2 separate regions of the Mus musculus genome follow, and region 1 is linked to region 2. A link is a contact called in public HiChIP or PLAC-seq data. All regions are on one chromosome and are shown on one strand. The core of a region is the stretch at or near the end of the contact, and the rest is flanking DNA. Distances in the headings are between cores, read along the strand shown.

The links. HiChIP or PLAC-seq counts read pairs in DNA pulled down with a chosen protein or histone mark.
Region 1: a contact with region 2 is called in a FOXA1 HiChIP or PLAC-seq map of pancreatic cancer cells. The contact joins two enhancer-like sites. A contact is called at or near these places in 3 of 39 promoter capture datasets (hematopoietic stem and progenitor cells, liver and pre-B cells) and 1 of 115 datasets of contacts at active chromatin or transcription factors (pancreatic cancer cells).

Annotation. Positions count from the first base shown.
Region 1 is chr3:96,133,921-96,136,620 of GRCm38.p6, forward strand. It overlaps Otud7b (OTU domain containing 7B), which reads left to right. Exons shown (of 12, transcript NM_001025614.1): 2 at 2,554-2,700. The coding sequence starts at 2,620. Among named protein-coding and RNA genes, the nearest start is that of Mtmr11, 27 kb to the right of the region's middle. Within about 2 kb of position 1,316, at least 25 of the 459 cell types and tissues checked have an H3K27ac peak or open chromatin away from gene starts, as enhancers often do. A contact at or near this core is called in pancreatic cancer cells, where this site is marked.
Region 2 is chr3:95,695,262-95,697,961 of GRCm38.p6, forward strand. No RefSeq gene overlaps it. Among named protein-coding and RNA genes, the nearest start is that of Adamtsl4, 8.7 kb to the left of the region's middle. Within about 2 kb of position 1,375, at least 120 of the 459 cell types and tissues checked have an H3K27ac peak or open chromatin away from gene starts, as enhancers often do. A contact at or near this core is called in pancreatic cancer cells, where this site is marked.

The sequences.
Region 1 (2,700 bases), core at 66-2,565, 440 kb after region 2:
CATTACATAGACCAAGCTGGCCTCGAACTCACAGGGAATTACCTGCCTGCCTCTGCTTTCAGAATTCTAGTATTAAAGACCTGAGCCACCACACAAGTTTACCTTATTTTATTTTTTAAGAGTAAAGATTTAAGTTCATTTTGGAGTTAGTCTCTTAATTTTGGACTATTTATGTTTGTTACTTGGATAGTGCCCATGTCCTGTGACAAAGTGGTGAATACAGTGGGCTTTGGAGAGAATTCTCATTTGCATTAGATGAAAAGCCTTTCATTCACCTGTGAATTCTGAAAGCATTTAATTTTTTTTTTTTTTGGACAGGGTCTTTCTTTGTAGCTTTGAATTCTCAATCCTCTCGCCTCTGCCTCTTGAGTGCTGATGTTAGAAATGTGTAATACTTGCCTGCCTTGAAATTCAATACTTTTTATTGTTGTTGTTGTTGAAACACTTTATTCAGAGGCTTGGGGGAAAGTTGTAGAAGTCCATGTTGTCTGCTGTCCTGCCCAGGGCAGACCTTAGAGATCTCCCTGTCACTAAGAGCTTGAAACTCAATTCTTAGGCACAAGTTGCAAGGGGGCTGGGTCACTTCATAGAAAGCTTGGCCAGAAGCTCTTCATGTAGTTCTGGATTAGTGTGAGATTAACAGCAGGGGCTGTTTACCTTAGGCTGGATTGCTGGCTTGGTGCTTAGGATAGTGAAACAGATGCAAATTAGACATTTGTTTATAATGAATTTAGTCACTAGGTATTTATAACTGCCTATTATATTGTAGATACCTTGCTCAGTGTTGGACTAGGGATATGAATAAATCATGCTCTGTACCCATTGGTTTCTTGTATTATTAGAGCACTATAAGAAATAGTGATTTCTCTTTTAAAAAAAAAAATCCAAAGAACTACCACCAACAAAACAATTCAGTTATCAGGTTAGAGACTTATAATTTTTACAACCCACAAAAATTTGCTATTTGCCTTACTAGTTCTAAAAATGTAGAAAAATGGAATCAGATCATACTACAAAAAAGTTGTATTAAGGGATAGAAGAGGAGTGAAGAAAAAAATCCTTGGAGGTCATGCTTAGGCTTTAGGTTTTCGGAGGAATGTATTGTCTGAGTCATCTGTTGTTTTCAACAATTCTGGTTTTGTCTTTTCCAAAAAGATGATTAGTGGGTGCAATGAGACAGTTGGATACCTGGGCACTTTATGAACGAGCCCCTTCTACAGAGCACCGTAAGACTAATGAGTGTGGTCAGAGGTGGATCTCCACCCTATTTTTGCTTTCTCAGCTGGGACTATTAACCTCAGAGGAATGTTGACATGGTGCCAGGCTGTCAGGTCAGGGACATAGTTTCTGCTAAAGTCAAGTCTGAAAGAGGGATCTTTTCTCAGGTAAACTGGCACTCGTTTGTCCTGGGAGACAACTCTTTCTGATTGTGTTTCCTGAGTTCTGCAGTTAGTGACTGTTGGGATGAGCCTCTGGGATCTCCACTCAGAGTGTGGAATAGTTTGTTATTTTGAGAAGTTTCAGCATTCAGTTTACTCTTCCTGTTTTCTCAACTAGCATGAGAATATTAGTCAGCCTTGAAGTCATCTGCTGTATAGTGTTATTTTGTTTAATAAGTATCTACTAAGGGCCAGTGTGCCTTGTACTGTGTCAAGTAGTTCATCCTGAGGATAGATCAGTAAAGAAGACATGCAACTTCCTATTTCCAAAAATTTGACATGAAAATCAAAGGCTAGGGCTGGTGAGATGGCTCAGTGGGTAAGAGCACCTGACTGCTCTTCCGAAGGTCCAGAGTTCAAATCCCAGCAACCACATGGTGGCTCACAACCATCCGTAACGAGATCTGACTCCCTCTTCTGGTGTGTCTGAAGACAGCTACAGTGTACTTACATATAATAAATAAATAAATCTTTAAAAAAAAAAAAAAAAGAAAAAGAAAATCAAAGGCTAGGCAAAGAGTGATTAAAGTACGTTCAGAAGAAAGCCAGAGCATGGTGGCACATACCTGTAATATCAGCATTCACAAGGCTGAGACAGGATGATTGCTACAGGTTTGAGGTTAGCCTGAGCTACATACGAAGCATTGTCTACAAAACCAAAAACCCTTAATAATCAATATGTTTCAGGAGGGACATGAGCATGGCGCCATTTAGGAAATATTGTAGGTCAGAGAGCTTTCTAGGGCAGCAGATTGCTGCCTTCTCCCTTTAGACTGGAGGGGCAGACATGGCACTAGGGTGGGTATAGAGCACTTCCTAGTATATGCAATCCCTGGGCTACATCCTCAGTGCCTTTCTCCTTAAAAATCAAACCAAAACAATGAAAAAAGCAGAAGCAAAGCTTTGTTGAGTAGTTTGTAGTTACTGTAGGTATTAAAATATTGTTAACAAGGAAATGAAATGTGATTCTTCATGAAAAAATTTATTTTTTGTTTGAAAATTCAGTTGGAATGAAGGAACCAGAACAGTTAGCATGTGTTAAGAGACTGTTGAAATCGGGCTGTGATGATGCTGTTCTGGTTAGGTGAGCCTTGTGCATGCATCTCCTTTTCAGGTCAGAGCCTGGATTTGGATCTATGTTCTGCTCACATCCTGCTGCCTGAGAGTACCTGATGATCCCATGACCCTGGACATGGATGCTGTCCTGTCGGATTTTGTTCGTTCCACAGGTGCAGAGCCAGGGCTGGCTCGAGATCTTCTA
Region 2 (2,700 bases), core at 125-2,624:
GTGGGCCTGGAGACAGTGCACGAGAGGGAGCTTTGCCTTCTGTGAGGGCTGTGCTCTTCAGCACTTTACACTTCGGCTTTCTCCTCTATGAAGTCTGGACTATTAACAGAATCCAGTGTATCTATTCATAGGTTGTCATAAAAACTAAAAGAGAAAGCATGTGTGTGAAAGCTGTAGTCACCTACAAAAATAGCACAATGTTATTGTTAATGATGCTATAAGAGCAAGACTATTTCTAGCTGATGTGCCACTTAAAGTTCCCCGTCTTGACACCTGTGGTGCTCAGCTGTGGGTGCCTTTACTGCTGACAGCATGTTCATATACGCTCGGGCTGGGTGACCGTGATGAGCAGTAACACCCAAGCTTCTGTACTCGGGATACTAGGATTGTGTGTGGCTGCCTGGGTGAAACCTGCCTTCTATTCTTGTTGGTTTTTTTTTGAGACAGGGCATCACTATAGAGCCCAGTCTGACTTTAAACTCCTCCTTCCTCTGTCTCCTGAGTGCCAGGATTAGGGGCATTGAGCTAGGACCTCAACCAACTGGAGACCAGGGCTTCTAAACTTAGCAGGTTTCCTGGGCAGAACCTGAGGTCACTCTGGGCTGAGGAGTTTGAATGGGTTTTGAGGACAGATGCTCTGAGAGAGACAGGAGATCATGGGAGGATGGGTGGGCCCTGCCCAGAGGTGGGGAATCAGGCTGTGGCCTCAAAGCGTGTTGAGAATACAGAGGAACCTATTGTTTCGTTCCTCAGCCTGGAACTGCAGTGAACTGCAGCCACAGCTGAACTGTGACCAATTCCCAGATCAATGGCAGATGCTGGGATAAGGGTGGGAAATATTGCCTTTCGTCTGGAGTAAGTAAGATTATATAACCTCACCTTCCTCCTCAAAGTGTCTCTTAGGAGAATAGGATGATTTGTGTGATAACTGGATCTGTCAACTCATTGAAGAAATTAAACCAAGAATGTTCCACGCACAGAGTTCAGCTCTGGAGGTGACAAGGGCTCTGTCAGTCATTGGAGGGGGTGCCTCTTTAAGAAGTAGGGAGAAATGCAAGGAGATGGGAAGGGGGTGAAAGATCAAGCAGAACAAATTATCTCCATTCCCCGGAGCCTCTAACAAGGCATCTTTTCTTCCTGGGCTGTGGTGGGTCGGCCTCGGCCTCTGGCCACAGGTCAGCCTTATCATGGGAATCTTTCCCACATGAGTCTTGCTGTGACGCCTAGGCACTTCCCTGTATCTCCAGAGAGAGCCAGCTCAGTGTCAAATTAATCTTGACAAATGGCCCTGAAGACTTAAGAGCAGCAGACACAGAAGGGCAGGGAGAAGGGCGCAAGCTCTGCTGTGGTCAGAGGTGGGCTGGGCAGCCACAGGAGAGGCAAGAATTTCAAACATACCAAGGGCCTGAAGTCAGAAATAGGAGAGTCCCAGCCTGCTGTGAGGAAACACGCTGAGGCAGGAGGAAACTTGTTTGGCCTCTGACCACCGGCCCCAAACCATGCCAGTGGACAAAGAATAGAGCAAAAAGGGACCATGTCTGCCCCGGTGCTGGCTAGATCTTATTTGCTTACTTACCCCTCAGCTCCATAGCTCATCACCAAGCTTGTCCTTCGGGACTCTGTCCCCTTTCCAGTTTTACCATCCCAAACAGACCAAGCACCCCCAGCTAGGGCCCTGACACCTCCTTAGAGATGTGTGTGGGGACATACCATAGTCACTAAAGAAGACTGTCATCTCCTTGGGACCAACTACTCACCCCAAATCCCAGAAGCCACTGGGTAGCTCTCAATGTGTATCCAATTATTTTTTTTTAAATATCTATCTATCTATCTACCTACTTATTTATTTTATGTAAGTACACTGTAGCTGTCTTCAGACACACCAGAAGAGGGCATCAGATCTCATTACAGATGGTTTGTGAGCCACCATGTGGTTGCTGGGAATTGAACTCAGGACCTCTGGAAGAGCAGTCAGTCTCTTCACCACCGAGCCATCTCTCCAGCCAGAGCTCTAACTCTCTTGCTGGGTGCAGAGAAGTTTGCTGGACACCTGATCCAGCTTTATATGCACTCGCACCAATCTTTCCAACAAGCCCCCTCTGATTTGTTTCCCTAGGACAACTGACTTGCCAGTCTAGGAGTCCACTGCCCGATCGATGTCCCGGGCAGGTATTTGTTTGTTTGTTTGTTTTGTTTTGTTTTGTTTTTTTGTTAAGTTGACACAAGTTAGAACCTAAACTGAGAAAATGCCCCCATGGATTCTCCTGTAGGCCAGTTGTGAGGTCATTTCTTGCTTAGTGACTGATGTGAGAGGGACCAGTCTTCACTTGTGCATGGTGCCACCTCTGGGCTGGTGGTCCTGGAGTTGTATAAGAAAGCAGGCTGAGAATCCCAGGGGAAACAAGCCAGTCGACAGCACACCTCATGACCTCTGTTTTAGTTTCTGCCTCCAGGTTCCTGCCTTGGCTTCCCCTGATGTTGAACTTGTAACCACTGACCCAAATAAACCTTTTCCTACCCCAAGCTGCTTATGGTCATGGTGTTAACCACAATAGAAAGCAAACTAAACCAGAAATTGGTACCAGGTTCATGGGAAATGGCTGTGATAGTTCTGCCCACTTTTTTTCTTCCACTTCAGGAAGGACTTTAGAACTTTGGGCTAGAAAAGCCACTGGGTGTTCAGAACTTAGTAGGTTGTTG